3 separate regions of the Sus scrofa genome follow, and regions 2 and 3 are each linked to region 1. A link is a contact called in public HiChIP or PLAC-seq data. All regions are on one chromosome and are shown on one strand. Each heading gives the region's core, a stretch centred on a gene start, on an enhancer-like site or on the middle of the called end of the contact. The rest is flanking DNA. Distances are from core to core; before and after follow the strand shown. Region 1 overlaps XPNPEP3 (probable Xaa-Pro aminopeptidase 3). Region 2 overlaps EP300 (histone acetyltransferase p300). Region 3 overlaps EP300 (histone acetyltransferase p300).

Region 1 (5,167 bases), core at 1,991-4,490:
TTTGTGTAAGACAGAAGGAATTCATTTCAGAGTAATGGCGGGAATGATAAGAAAAAAGTTGACCAAGTCACCAAAGATCACCTATTGTGGGATTTTGTTCATATGAAATCTCTACAATATACAAATCCATAGAGATAGAAAATAGATGAGTGGTTGTCAAGGGCAGGGGCGATTCAGAGGAAACAGGGAGTGAGTACCCATTGGCGTTGGATTTCTTCTGGGAGTGATGAAATATTCTAAAATTGATGGGGGTAATCATTGCACAATTCTGTGAACATACTAAAACCATTGAATTGTACACTGTTAGTGGTTAACTTATATCTCAATAAAGTTGTTACCAGAAAAAAAAAAAAGGTTAGCCAGATAAATGGGAGTCCCCTGGTTAAAGCCATTACAGTCTAGGTTTGAGTCTGAATTTGATCTGATGGACATTGAAGAGCCATTGTAGGTTATGAGAGTGCAGAGGACTGCCCATGGTTTTAAGAGTGTATGTATATATATATATATATATATGTACACACACACACACATATATACACACACACATATACACACACACTCATTGAAACAAAATTCAAATAATATAAAATATCACGTTAAGTAGAAAGTTTCAGTTTATCTCACTCGCCAAAGATTACCACTATGAAAATTGTGATTCTTTTCTAAAATCTTAATTTTCCTTTTTTTTTTTTAAACATGAATGGAAATGTCATTTAACTTTTTTTATACAGCTGTATTTCATGGCTGTCTCCCTATACTGGCATGTGCTACCCCAGGGAATAATAATAGTCCCCCACATCATAGAGTCATTGCAAAGTTTAGACAAGTTGGTACATATATACAGTTAGAATAGTGCAGACACATAGTAAGCATTCAGTAAGCATTAGATGTTTTTTTAACTATTACTATTAAGGGTAAGCTTAAGGATACAGCTTTTATGAGTGATTGTTTTAGTAGTTCTTTTGTTTGAGAACCTTAAGTGAAAGCAGGCTTAATTTCCATCTCAGAAGTGAAGTTTTCACCCATTCATCACTGGGCTAGCAGCCAGGCACTCTGCTAGGTACCAGTATTAAGAACTAACACATAAAATTTCATTAAAAAGATTAATATGGAATTTTGAGGTGAGCTTACAGGTATCTGAGACCCTTGAAATTGTCAAAAGTTTGTATGTGCCTGCATGCAGTTTAGTAAACAAAATAAATACATAGCTTTCAAAAGAGGAGTTCCCGTCGTGGTGCAGTGGTTAACAGATCTGACTAGGAACCATGAGGTTGCGGGTTCGATCCCTGGCCTTGCTCAGTGGGTTGAGGATCCGGCATTGCCATGAGCCGTGGTGTAGGTTGCAGATGCAGCTCGGATCCCCTGTTGCTGTGGCTCTGGCGTAGGCCGGTGGCTATGACTTCGATTAGACCCCTAGCCTGGGAATCTCCATATGCTGAGGGAGCGGCCCTAGAAAAGGCCAAAAAAAGAAAAGAAAAATAAATACATAGTTTTCAAAAGATTACCTAGAGTGACTTCAGATCCTTTGGTGGGGGGTCAGCGCAGGGCATGTGGAAGTTCAGGGCTAGAGATTGAATTCGTGCCACAGCAGTGACCCAAGCTACTGCAGTGACAACACTGGATCCTTAACCCACGGTACCACAAGAGAACTCCTCTTCAAATCCTTGCAAACCACATGCTTTACCAAATTTGATTCTCATGACAGACCCAAAAGATAGATAATATTACTAGAGTTTTGAAGGATACAGAGATGACTCTGACCCTCCAAGAGGTTGTGTATACCCAGCTAGCTGTTAATACAAGGTGGAAGGTGAAAAGCCTGTTAGAAAGATAATTCTTTGGAGTTCCCATCATGGCTTAGCGGAAAGGAATCTGACTAGTGTCCATGAGGACGCAGGTTCAATCCCTGGCCTCACCCAGTGGGTTAAGGACCTGGCATTGCCATGAGCTCTGGTGTAGGTCGCAGATGTGGCTTGGATCCTGCGTTGCTGTGGCTGTGGTATAGGCTGGCAGGTGCAGCTCTCATTCGACCCCTAGCCTGGAAACCTCCATATGCTGCCGGTGTGCCCCTAAAAAGACAAAAAAAAAAAGGAAAAGGAAAAGGAAAAGAAAAGATAATTCTTATGCCTTGGAAATTCAGAAGGAGAAATTTATTCTAGCTCTTGAAATTGGGGAGAGCTTTTTGGCCTTAAACTCTATTGTGTTAAAAATTATATCTCTAATTGCAATGTATACATGTAAGGATAACCTGACCCCCTTGCTGTACAGTGGGAAAATTTAAAAAAATAAAATAAAAAAAAATAAACAAATGAGACTTTAAAAAAAAAATTATATCTCATTTGATGGATAGTTATCAAATGCTTACTGTATTCTGGTTGTTATTCTAGGCCCTGGGAATATAACATTGAGCAAACAGACAAAAACCTGTATTTCTTCATGGAGCTTACGTTCTTTTGGGGAAGTCATACACATAAAATGTGATCCTTTTCCTCACCTTATGTATTGAAACTTCAGCGCAACTGGTATTACGTGCCTAACAATGCCTTCCACGTAATAATGTTTAATAAATATGTGAATGAGTAAAAGTATGAACCCAAGAGCTGGAAGAGATCTTAAGAGGTCATGACCCTAGTTTTCAGGCAGGACCACATTTATCATTTCTTCCACATTTTTGCAATGGAATAGAAATTTAAAACCTACGTTATATCCTTCATTCACCATGTACTATGAGGAGATTTGACATAAATGGAAGAAATGAACTTGGGTGTCTCCATCTAGTATTAAGCTGTCTTAAGTTCTTTGGCAGTATAGAAATGCAGAGCATCTCTGTTATCTGTCATTTCTAGGGGAGGTGACGCCAGGACTTTCCCAGGTGGAATATGCACTTCGCAGACACAAACTGATGTCCCTGATCCACAAGGAAGTGCAAGGGCAGAGTGGAACAGACCAGACCGTGGTTCTGCTGTCGAACCCTACATATTATATGAGCAACGATATCCCCTATACTTTCCACCAAGACAACAATTTCCTGTACTTGTGTGGATTCCAAGAACCTGATAGCATCCTGGTCCTTCAGAGCCTCCCTGGCAAGCAGTTACCAGCACACAAAGCCATGCTTTTTGTGCCTCGAAGAGACCCCAGTCGAGAACTGTGGGATGGCCCCCGATCGGGCACGGATGGAGCAGTAGCTCTGACTGGAGTGGACGAAGCTTATACGCTGGAGGAATTTCAACATCTGGTACCGAAACTGAAAGGTAACAAATGGGAGCAGAAGTGAAATCCCAGGCCAGATGGGTACTCAGACCTTCCCTGCCTGTTTAGACAAAGTTCCTCTTTTCCTAAAATGATTATCACAGCATTTCCCTGGGGACCAGGGAAAGAATAGAAGTCTTTTCCACAAGACTTTAAAGATTTCATTCGTTCATTTGCTAATTTTTCATTAGATTATTCAGAGAGACTGTTAACTGGTCTCTTTTGAAATCTCAGAGAGAATTTTAAAGTGGCTGATAGCCATGGGCCTCTCTTTAAGATGACTGACTAGTCTACTGATCTTTGACTACTTCTTTTGCCAACTCTTCTAAAAAAAGAAGTATTCTCAAGAATGATCTGTTCATCACCAGCCTCAGAATCACCTGGTGATGCATAATAGAATTACAAATGTCTGATGACAGAAATGTAAAATCTGCAGCTCCCACTCCATACCTCCTCAATCAAGCAGGATTCTCAGTGGGTTAAAGATCCAGCGTTGACATGAGCTGTGGTGTAGACCGGTGGCTCTAGCTCCAATCAAACCCTTAGCCTGGGACCCTCCATATGCCGCGGGAGCAGCCCTAGAAAAGGCAAAAAAAGACACACACGCAAAAAATTATAGTTAAATTTCTATTGAAAATAAGATTGGAGTTTTACATATAATCTACATTTAAAACCATTTTTACTTTAAAATGATATATTTAGGCGATTACATCACTAATACATATCCCATCAAAATATTTAGGATTTTTTTTCCCCTGTTCTGTTCCAAAGTACATTGTATAAAATATACACTCTTCATGTTTAGATTCTTAGGAATAATACGCATCAGCTTCTGTCAGAAAAAAAAAGCAGGGAACAAGTGGAGACCTGGTGTAAGTGGGAAAGATTTTCGTAATGACCCTTATCTTATATCTCAGGCCAGAACTGACCATTTCTTGGGTCTCTAAAGTGGAAACGAGAACTCTGGTTGTCTCTAATGAAGATACGTGGCAGACAGGAAAGGAAAGATTTTCCTGGATAAGTGTGGATTAGCACATGTTATACAATCTCACCAGTACTCAAATTGTAAGGGATGAAACACAACCATGAGCTGAGTACTTTTTCTGTCCTTTTTTGTTCAATTATGTAGCGATGCCTCTAGCTCAGTTGTGGTGTGGAAAACAATTGTCATAATTCTTCTTTAACAGTTAAGTAAAGCTTGAGTACAACTGTAAATGTAGTAAATTCATTGAGTAATAAAAAAAAAAAAAAATTGTCCCATAGGGAAAAAGCAAGGATTTATTCCAAGAATGTAAAGTTGGTATACTGTAGCAAAATATTTAATAAAATAAATATTGAAAAATAAGCAAAAAAAAAAAAGCTTGAATAAAACTTTAAAGGTCTCATCTATCATCTTTACGAAGAACATTGACGTTTGAGGGGAGAAAAGTTGTATATTCATTCAGTCTCAGAGGATTTGGCTATCTTCAGAGAATGGCCTTTCCAGTGATTTCTGATTGTCCTTCAATGACGTCAGTCCTTTTGTTTTTCTTTTTTTTTTTTTTGTCTTTTTGCCATTTCTTGGGCTGCTCCTGCGGCATATGGAGGTTCCCAGGCTAGGGGTCAAATCGGAGCCATAGCCACGAGCCTACGCCAGAGCCACAGCAACGCGGGATCTGAGCCGTGTCTGCAACCTACGCCATAGCTCACAGCAACGCCGGATCCTTAACCCACTGAGCGAGGCCAGGGACCAAACCGCAACCTCATGGTTCCTAGTCGGATTCGTTAACCACTGAGCCACGCGGGAACTCCCAATGACGTTAGTCTTAAGAGAGCTTGTGCTCCACGCTTTAGAGTTCTACACTACACAGCTTATAGTTTTGACTCTTGTTCAAGTCATGATGTGACAGGTGGAATTTTTTGTTGCTGTTTTGTT
Region 2 (5,167 bases), core at 755-3,254, 240 kb after region 1:
TCTGGTGTGAAATTCATGAGACCTGATGATTTATATAAAGGAAGGTAAGTGGAGTTCCCGTCATGGCTCAGTGGTTAATGAACCTAACTAGTATCCATGAGGACACAGGTTCGATCCCTGGCCTCACTCAGTGGGTTAAGGATCTGGCATTGCTGTGAGCTGTGGTGTAGGTTCCAGATGCGGCTCGGATCCTGCATTGCTATGGCTGTGGCCAGCAGCTACAGCTCCGATTCAACCCCTAGCCTGGGAACCTCCGTATGCCACGGGTTCGGCCCTAAAAAGACCAAAATAAATTAATTAATCAAATAAAACCTATATGGTCTTTTTGGTTGGGTGGGGTGGCAGTCAGCTTTCGTCTCACAGATGCCTTTGCATGGTTTTTTTTGCTCCTCTCCTGGTTGCTTTTGTTCCTGTGCAAGGTGAAGCACAGCACTCAACAGTTGTTATTTTTTAAATATTGAAATCAGGACAGATTGCATATGGAGACTTACTTTTGTCTCTTTTGAAATAGAAAATATTTTCAGGAGTTCCCGTCGTGGCGCAGTGGTTAACGAATCCGACTAGGAACCATGAGGTTGCGGGTTCGGTCCCTGCCCTTGCTCAGTGGGTTAACGATCCGGCGTTGCCGTGAGCTGTGGTGTAGGTTGCAGACGCGGCTCGGATCCCGAGTTGCTGTGGCTCTGGCGTAGGCCGGTGGCTACAGCTCCGATTGACCCCTAGCCTGGGAACCTCCATATGCCGCGGGAGCGGCCCAAGAAATAGCAACAACAACAACAAAAAAAGACAAAAAGACAAAAAAAAAAAAAAAAAAAAAGAAAATATTTTCAAAGTAAAACGTGAGAAATAACATTTAAAAAGCATTCACTACCCCGGAGTTCCCGTTGTGGCTCAGTGGTTAACCAATCCGACTAGGAACCATGAAGTTGCGGGTTCCACCCCTGGCCTTGCTCAGTGGGTTAACAATCCGGCGTTGCCGTGAGCTGTGGTGTAGGTCAGATCCCACGCTGTGGCTCTGGCGTAGGCCGGTGGCTACAGCTCCAATTAGACCCCTAGCCTGGGCACCTCCATATGCCAAGGGAGCGGTCCAAGAAATGACAAAAAAAAAAAAAGAAGTATTCACTACCCTGCTTGTTTTGTTTGAGCTGAACTGAAATTAGAATGATACGAGAAGATTAGCATGGCCCTCTGCAAAGATGATACACAGACTTGTGAAGTTTTCTACATTAAATTTTATCTTTCTAGGTATTGGCTACATTGCTAACTTAACAAAATCCAGCAAGGTATCCTATTAGTATTGAGAACCAGAAATGAGACTTGGTTTGAACCTTAAGACTGACAGTAATAAATTTGCACCTTGGTTACTGCTGAACTTTCAACGTTTGCATTCCTAGGGTTGCCATCTACCAGGCTTGGCACCTTTCTGGAGAATCGTGTGAATGATTTTCTGAGGCGACAAAATCACCCTGAGTCGGGAGAGGTCACTGTTCGAGTAGTTCATGCTTCTGACAAAACTGTGGAAGTCAAACCAGGAATGAAAGCAAGGTATCAAAGGATTCCCCCTTTTCTTCTCATGCGGCTCCACTGTTGCTCGAATGCTCGAACGTGGTTACTGTTGATTCTAATCTGAGTGGGATGTTGTGGTTTTTCCCTCCAACATGAATTGTACAGGTTTGTAGACAGTGGAGAGATGGCAGAATCTTTTCCGTATCGAACCAAAGCCCTCTTTGCCTTCGAAGAGATCGATGGGGTTGACCTGTGCTTCTTCGGCATGCACGTTCAGGAGTACGGCTCTGACTGCCCTCCACCCAACCAGAGGTAGGGTTTGCTATGCTACGGCTACTTCTTGTTTGCCTGCGAGATTGAAGTTACCGTAAGATGAACAAGCATGATGGATGAGAAATTGTTTGATGTGCCTGTTTTGGAAATCCAAGGTTTCAAATGCACAGTGCTAAAGTGAAACCAAAACAAAAAGCAAAACAGGAAACGCTGCTCAGAGAGTTCCCTCATGGCCCAGTGGATTAAGGATCCAACGTTGTGACTGCTGTAGCTTAGTTTTGATCCTTGGCCCAGGAATATCCCCACATCACGAGCAAAGCCAAAAACAAAATACTGTGGCCGTGGCAATAAGGAAAGGAATATGAATAGCAGCCTAAAGTTCAGAATGGGAAAAAAATGACTACTTTTCAGAAACTGTACTTAAAAATCCAGGTTGTGTCAGCTGCCTTGCTGAGGTGTATATGAAAGAATGTCATACAAAGGGGATAAAGTATGGTTTAGAGTTTTCCATTTCCAAAATGAGTGCTGCCAGAATATATCTAGCTCAGTCAGTACTGACGGGCGATACGGTGTCTCAGGCCCTGCCAGGTACTGAGATATAATAGAGCCACGGGCCCACTAAACGTCCCTAAAGGGCTCCCAATCTAGTCATTGTCCTAAAGAACTGTAATATTGTGTGATGAGCATTACAAATGGCAAAAGCGAGGAGAACTCCTGTGACTTGGTTTCTTTCTCCCCTTCGGTACAGGAGAGTGTACATATCATACCTCGACAGCGTTCATTTCTTCCGTCCTAAATGCTTGAGGACTGCAGTGTATCATGAAATTCTAATTGGATATTTGGAGTACGTCAAGAAACTAGGGTAAGCATAAAAAAAACAAGTGCTGTTTTTAAAAACAATCTGTTTAATTAGTTTTAAACTAGTCACCACTGTGGTGGTATGGTGAGAGAAAGGTTAAAACATGGAAATGTGTGACTTTTTGCACTTTGGCTTTCATCTAGTGGAACTATAATCTCAACTTAGAGATCCTTTGATGTTAATTTTGCCAATGGGAAAGAAATGGCTATCTTAACCCTAGTTGTACCCATCCCAGGTTAATGTGTTTTGTTCAGTTAAACGGTTTGATTTGAACATTGATACTCATTTAAGGCCAGAATCTTAAACTGTACTTGATGCTTTTACACTTGAGTATCAAAATCAAACTAAGGTCTGGAGATAGAAAAATTTGTCAGACTGGCTCCTTACCTTCAGGGTGCCTGAGAATATTCAGCATCTCACCTTGCAGTTTGCGTTTCACTTAGCTCTCTTGTTGACATGGATTCATTTTCCTTTGCGTTATCCCCCCCCCCCCCCATTTTTTAAAGTTTCATTGAAGTGTATTTGATCGACAGTGTTGTGTTGCATTATACCTTTTCTTTGGTCTTTAAATACAAATTTACGGTTTTATGATCATAGATTTTGCCTAGTTCTGGCACAAGACTTTTTATATGATGTGGATTGCACACTTTGTGTGATCTTGGGGAAATCATTGGTTTCCGAACGGACTCCACTTTTGATTTAAAGTGTAGCGTTCTTTCTGGTCGGGGTAACCTTTTCTTTTGTATGTTTCTCCTCTTTGTATTATTAGATATACAACAGGGCATATTTGGGCATGTCCCCCAAGTGAGGGAGATGACTATATATTCCATTGCCATCCCCCCGACCAGAAGATACCCAAGCCTAAGCGACTGCAGGAGTGGTACAAAAAGATGCTCGACAAGGCCGTGTCCGAGCGAATTGTCCACGACTACAAGGTCAGGAGTGCGGTGATGGACTGCTGCTGCTCTGCGTTCTGCCGTTTTTACCATCTTAAAAATCTTGTGTTTATTCTCCTTCCTTTATGTTGTGAAATTAAGCTAATTTGATAATGGAGGGGGTTATTTTCTTAAATTACTACTAAGATGAAGTGTAACTGGCAAAATATTTAATCACCATTCATGATGATAGGGTATCTTGTGATAACTTAGAACCACTGAATTTATCTGTACTTACTCCTGAGAAGGAAAACATGAACTCAGATGTTTCCCTAACAGCATAGCAGATCATCCTGTAGCCATGTGATTTCCAGTGTCTGTAATTTGGTTTGTTCTGAGCACATTCAATGAGGTGTGCAAGGCAGGTGTCTCCCCCCCCCCCATTGCCCTACATTCTCTCTGAAGAGTGGTTAAAGGCCTTGCTGTCAGTGATGCGGCCTCTGCCATTGTTCTGGCAGGATCATTTGCCACTTGGTTATGTAAGGGCAGATCCTCTCCCTGTCCTCATAGGTAGAGGAAAGAAGAAACCAGAAATACCAGACCTCGTGCTGTCTGTGACACTAAGCATCTCCCCGGGCATTGCGCTGTGCTATAAAATCTCTGCCATCTTCCAGAAGACAGAGCTAATTCTTCATGTTTTCTTGTGTCCATCAGCTGTGACTGTTTCTGTATAGTAAATGCTTTTTTTAAAAAAAACCAAATTCTTATGGATATTTTCACAGGATATTTTTAAACAAGCTACTGAAGATCGATTAACAAGTGCGAAGGAATTGCCTTACTTTGAGGGTGATTTCTGGCCCAATGTTCTGGAAGAGAGCATTAAGGAACTGGAACAGGAGGAGGAAGAGAGAAAGCGCGAGGAGAACACCAGCAGTGAAAGCACAGACGTGAGGACTTTGCACTCTCCTTTCCACCCTCTGCCTCAGCTCTCGCCTACAGCCCAGAAGTGGGCTTAAAGCTCTCAGCTCTGTTCAGTTGAGCGAGAAGTATTAGTGTGGTTACAGTAGTTTTTTGGGGGGTTTTGTCTTTCTAAGGCCACACCCGCAGCATAGGGAGGTTCCCAGGTTAGGGGTACAATCAGAGCTGCGGCTGCTGGCCTACGCCACAGCAACACAGGATCCAAGCCGCATCTGCCACGTACACCACAGCTCATGGCAGCACCGGATCCTTAACCCGGTGAGCGAGGCCAGGAATCAAACCTGAAACCTCATGGTTCATAGTCGGATTTGTTTCTGCTGTGTCACAACAGAAACTCCATCTAGTTCAATAGTTTTAAACCTTTTATCACCAGGTCCCGTTTTTAAATGAAATCTTGAATTTCTAGTAATGGAAACCAAAAGCAGGAAAACCTGAAAAACTAATAGAAAATTACCCATCTAGAATATGGGGTTGGGGAGTTCCCGTCGTGGCGCAGTGGTTAACGAATCCGACTAGGAACCATGAGGTTGTGGGTTCGATCCCTGCCCTTGCTCAGTGGGTTAACGATCTGGCGTTGCCGTGAGCTGTGGTGTAGATTGCAGACGCAGCTCGGATCCCTCGTTGCTGTGGCTCTGGCGTAGGCTGGTGGCTACAGCTCCGATTCAACCCCTAGCCTGGG
Region 3 (5,167 bases), core at 1,591-4,090, 200 kb after region 1:
CCTGGCCTCGCTCACTGGGTTAAGGATCTGGCATTGCTGTGAGCTGTGGTGTAGGTCACAGATGAGGCTCAGATCCTGCATGGCTGTGGGGCTGTGGCAGAGGCCAGCAGATGTAGCTCTGATTAGACCCCTAGCCGGGGAACCTCCATATGCCCGAAAAAGCAAAAAGAAAAAAAAAAGTGGAGATGAAAGACAAACCCTACTTAGATATAGCTAAATGAAGACACACATTTTTCTAAAGCATTTATCTCATATTTATAGAAAACAGCTCTAAATTGTACCTGAGTCCCCTAGGTTACAGTCTGTTTATCTATAGAAAGAATTTGTCTTTGTAAATTAGGAAAAGGAAAAGCTATAGTAATATTCTTTTAGTGGGGGAATAAGATTTAATTTCTCTCCTTTTTCTTGTTCTTAGATGGGAATGATGAACAACCCTAATCCTTACGGTTCACCATACACTCAGAATTCTGGACAGCAGATGGGAGCCAGTGGCCTTGGTCTCCAGATACCGACAAAGTCTGTACTACCAAATAGCTTATCTCCATTTGCAATGGATAAAAAGGCAGTTCCTGGTGGAGGAATGCCCAACATGGTGGGTAGTAATCAATCTACAAATTTGTCTTTTGACACTTGAAAAGTTTTTTTATTTACTTTATTTTCTTTTTCAATGGCTACATCCACGACAGATAGAAGTTCCCAGGGCAGGGATTGAATCTAGATCCTTAACCCACTGTAGTGCATAGGGTTAAGAATCTGACTATAGCAGCTCAGGTTGCTGCAGAGGTGAGGGTTCAGTCCCCAGCCCTGCACAGTGAGTTAAAAAAAGGATCCAGCATTGCTGCAGCTGCAGCCTAAGTCACAGCTGTGGCTGGATTTAGTCCCTTACCCCGGGAACTTCATACACCATGAAGTGTGGCCATTAAAAAAAGAAAAGCATTATGTTACACTTTTATGTCTCTGCTGTATACATTAGGGTGTAATGGATGGCTCTTGTGATCAGGAAGCCGGTGCCTTCCTTCCATTTCACTTGAGGTTTGACAACCTCAGGTGGTGGTTTTTCACTTGAGATACTGACAGGTAAGGGTGCTGGTCCAAGTAGAAGCAAGTGGGGCTGCTGCAGTGAAAGTTCTGGGGTCCTGCTATATGTAGCTTCTCTTTGTGAGCAATTCTTCCTGTAGGACAAGAAAGTAGAACCTTCTTCCTCTTAGGAAGGACTCTGGCAAAGGATTCTAACCCTGACGACCATGTTTACTAATTTGTATCTTCTATTACACAAAAGTAATTTCCTTCTCAAAGTTATATATATGGTTTTGTTTGTTTGTCTTTTTGCCATTTCTTGGGCCGCTCCCGCAGCATATGGAGGTTCCCAGGCTAGGGGTCCAGTCGGAGCTGTAGCCACCAGCCTATACCAGAGCCACAGCAACACGGGATCCGAGCCGCGTCTGCGACCTCCACCACAGCTCACGGCAATGCCGGATCTCCAACCCACTGAGCAAGGCCAGGGATCGAACCTGCAACCTCATGGTCAGATTCATTAACCACTGCGCCATGACGGGAACTCCTATATATGTTGTTTTTAACAATGATTTTTGTTATGGGAAAATCTCCAAAGCTTCTAATGTTGCTGTTTTTCTAAAGTAAAGCTGTTTCTAGTTGTAAATATGTCAGGTAGTCCATGTTCATCTTTAGAAAAATTGTCCTATAAGGAATTTTATTTTCTTGCCAGATTTTTTTTTTTTTTTTTTTTTTTTTTTTAGCTTTTTCTTTTTTGGCTACACCCATGCAGAAGTTCCTGGACCAGGAATTGAATCTGTACCACAGTGGTGACAACAGCCAATCCTTAACCTGCTGCACCATGAGAGAGCTCCTCCATTTCACATATTTATTCCGTCCCATATTCATTGGTGCCTATATTTCAGATACTCCACTTAAGTACTGGATATAGAAAGATGAATAAAACACAGCATCTCTGTCACCGGAAATGTTTACTTTTTTATTGGAGAAAACACATTTCTTCCAGACTTTATAAAAACTCATTTTTCACCCACTTGAAAGACCCCTGCCAGGTCTCTCAAGAAACACTTCACTATTAAAAACCTAATTTTGACATTCTCTTCACTACAGATCCTTTTCTCCTTTGCACTGGAGTTTGCCATGTCCTCCTCTTTCTTTTGCTCTCTGTATGTTATTCATGCTTTGCTTAGTAATGTAGTGATTTTTTTTCTTACTAAATTGAACTTTTTTTTTTTTTTTTTTTTTTTTTGTCTTTTTGTTGTTGTTGTTGTTGTTGTTGTTGCTATTTCTTGTTGCTATTTCTTGGGCCGCTCCCGCGGCATATGGAGGTTCCCAGGCTAGGGGTTGAATTGGAGCTGTAGCCACCGGCCTATGCCAGAGCCACAGCAACGCGGGATCCGAGCTGCGTCTGCAACCTACACCACAGCTCATGGCAACGCCGGAACCTTGACCCACTGAGCAAGGGCAGGGACCGAACCCGCAACCTCATGGTTTCTAGTCGGATTCATTAACCACTGCGCCACGACGGGAACTCCCTAAATTGAACTTCTTGATCATAGAAGCCATCATTTATCTTAGATGTCTTAGAACCCTATACCAAAAAATGGGGTCTGCTGTGGAGTTCCCATCATGACTCAGCAGAAATTAATCTGACTAGGGTTCAGGAGAACGCGGATTTGATCCCTGGCCTTGCTCAGTGGGTTAGGGAATGTCCAGCATTGCTGTGAGCTATGGTGTAGATCACAGACGCAGCTCAGATCCCACGTTGCTGTGGCTGTGATGTAGACCAGCAGCTGTAGCTCTGATTCACCCCCTAGTCCGGGAACCTCCATATGCCGTGGGTGTGGCCCTAAAAGAAAGAAGGAAATGGAGTTCGAGTCGTGGCACAGTGGTTAATGAATCTAACTAGGAACCATGAGGTTTCAAGTTCTATCCCTGGCCTTGCTCAGTGGGTTGGGGATCCGGCGTTGCTGTGAGCTGTGATGGAGGTCGCAGATGCGGCTCGGATCCGGTGTTGCTGTGGCTCTGGTATAGGCTGGTGGCTACAGCTCCGATTGGACCCCTAGCCTAGGAACCTCCATATGCCACTGGAGTAGCCCTATAAAGACAAGAGACAAAAAAAATTTTTTTTTAATAAAAGAAAAAATGGGGTCTGCAGTATAGTAGTTCTTAAAGATGTTCATTGAAAAATCTGCAAGTCCATATTTATTAAGGAGGTAGCACCCTATGAGACCTAACAAATGTATCTTTATTATTTTATCCCTCAGGGCCAGCAGCAGGCCCCACCCCCACAGGTCCAGCAGCCAGGTCTGGTGACTCCAGTAGCCCAAGGGATGGGTTCTGGAGCGCACACGGCTGATCCAGAGAAGCGCAAGCTTATCCAGCAGCAGCTTGTTCTCCTCTTGCATGCTCACAAGTGCCAGCGCCGGGAGCAGGCTAATGGGGAAGTGAGGCAGTGCAACCTTCCCCACTGTCGTACAATGAAGAACGTCCTTAACCACATGACACACTGCCAGTCAGGCAAGTCCTGCCAAGGTGAGTGGGCTCAGAGGGTTTTTGTGCTCAGCACTTAATACTTATATATAGTTGAGTGATCACATATTCTCTTTACTCTATTTTGAGACTCCTTACTGATAATGCCTTACACTATATTAAGTTATGATACAATTCAGTTATCAGTCTATGAAGGAGTATCTAGAGAGGTAGTAGGAGAGGCGGTTTTAGAGACTTTCCTTTTGTGATGATTCTTCTGACTTTTATTTGCCCTACTTTAAATATTATTAAGGGTTTGCTAACTGTCATGTGGGCAGTGCTAACATAGTATTACACAACTTAATATAATTTGCATATTTTTGGAGTCATTAGAAATCTGTTTTTGGAGTTCCCATCGTGGCTCAGCAGTAACAAACCCAACTAGTACCCATGGGGACACGGGTTTGATCCCTGGCCTTGCTCAGTGGTTGCCATGAGCTGTGGTGTAGGTCAGACACAGCTCAGATTTGGTGTGGCTGTGGCTGTGGTGTAGGCCGGGAGTTACAGCTCCACTTCAACCCCTAGCCTGGGAACTTCCTTGTGCCACGGGTGAAGCCCTAAAAAGACCCCCCCCCAAAAAAAATCTGTTTTTATAGATTTTTATAATACAAGTCGATTACTGAGCTTTGTGGTGAAAAATAGGGGCTCCTGAAGCCAGACTGCTTGAGTTTGAATCTCTCTTTGTATGCTCTGTGACTTTGTGCAAATTACTTAACTAGTTTTTGCCTATTTTCTCAACTATAAAATATCAATAAATATTCCATGAATGTTAATAACCTCTCTGAATATTAATAACACCCTATGAAGAGGCAGGAGGTTTAATAACATTTGTAGTACTTGTGTGATCAATAAGTTAGCTAATAGGGAGTTCCCGTAGTGGCTCAGCAGAAACCAATCTGACTAGTATCCATGAGGACACGCATTCAATCCCTGGCCTCACTCAGTGGGTTAAGGATCCAATGTTGGGGTGAGCTGTGGTGTAGGTCACAGATGTGGCTTGATGTGGCATTGCTGTGGCTGTGGCAAAGGCCAGAGGCTACAGCTCTGATAAGAACCCTAGCCTGGGAACCTCCATATGCCATGGGTGCGTCCCTAAAAAGACAGATAAGTAAGTAAATAAATAATTTTGCTAATAATAATGTAAAGCATCATTTTTCTTCTTTTTAGTGGCACACTGTGCATCTTCTCGACAAATCATTTCACACTGGAAGAATTGTACAAGGCATGATTGTCCTGTGTGCCTGCCCCTTAAAAATGCTGGAGATAAGAGAAATCAGCAGTGTAAGCAATTAAATCTTTAAAGTTTCTATGTCAAAAATATTCTTAGACTGTCACCAAAGCAATTTGGTGAGATATAGAGTGCCTCTTGGTTGTGTGACTTCCTGCGACTGCGTAATGCTGTCTCCTAGATTATTTCCACTTACCAGTAACTTCATATTAATCAGATTAGACTTAAACCACTTACTACCTAAAGTAAGACCCAGAAAGATCGCTGGGCAGGCTACTTAACTCCTTTATACTAGCGATCTAAATATTTAGATAATTTGAAATTATGTAAAGATAAAAATAGTTTATTATTGTAGAAGCCTGGGGTGATGAGCTTTTCTTAGAGAAAAGACAA

Evidence for each region. HiChIP or PLAC-seq counts read pairs in DNA pulled down with a chosen protein or histone mark.
Region 2: an H3K27ac HiChIP or PLAC-seq map of alveolar macrophages shows a contact between it and region 1. The contact joins two enhancer-like sites. A contact is called at or near these places in 4 of 47 Hi-C or Micro-C datasets (blood, epiblast stem cells, liver and 1 more) and 1 of 2 datasets of contacts at active chromatin or transcription factors (alveolar macrophages).
Region 3: a contact with region 1 is called in an H3K27ac HiChIP or PLAC-seq map of alveolar macrophages. The contact joins two enhancer-like sites. A contact is called at or near these places in 3 of 47 Hi-C or Micro-C datasets (embryonic fibroblasts and omental adipose tissue) and 1 of 2 datasets of contacts at active chromatin or transcription factors (alveolar macrophages).

Annotation. Positions count from the first base shown.
Region 1 is chr5:7,555,539-7,560,705 of Sscrofa11.1, reverse strand. It overlaps XPNPEP3 (probable Xaa-Pro aminopeptidase 3), which reads left to right. Exons shown (of 8, transcript XM_021091468.1): 3 at 2,847-3,254. Among named protein-coding and RNA genes, the nearest start is that of DNAJB7, 17 kb to the left of the region's middle. Within about 2 kb of position 3,240, at least 3 of the 83 cell types and tissues checked have an H3K27ac peak or open chromatin away from gene starts, as enhancers often do. A contact at or near this core is called in alveolar macrophages, where this site is marked.
Region 2 is chr5:7,317,943-7,323,109 of Sscrofa11.1, reverse strand. EP300 (histone acetyltransferase p300) reads left to right here. Exons shown (of 32, transcript XM_001929213.5): 25 at 1,392-1,542; 26 at 1,669-1,815; 27 at 2,525-2,638; 28 at 3,405-3,570; 29 at 4,293-4,457. Among named protein-coding and RNA genes, the nearest start is that of L3MBTL2, 43 kb to the right of the region's middle. Within about 2 kb of position 2,004, at least 4 of the 83 cell types and tissues checked have an H3K27ac peak or open chromatin away from gene starts, as enhancers often do. A contact at or near this core is called in alveolar macrophages, where this site is marked.
Region 3 is chr5:7,355,409-7,360,575 of Sscrofa11.1, reverse strand. It overlaps EP300 (histone acetyltransferase p300), which reads left to right. Exons shown (of 32, transcript XM_001929213.5): 3 at 416-592; 4 at 3,282-3,549; 5 at 4,714-4,827. Among named protein-coding and RNA genes, the nearest start is that of EP300, 37 kb to the left of the region's middle. Within about 2 kb of position 2,840, at least 2 of the 83 cell types and tissues checked have an H3K27ac peak or open chromatin away from gene starts, as enhancers often do. A contact at or near this core is called in alveolar macrophages, where this site is marked.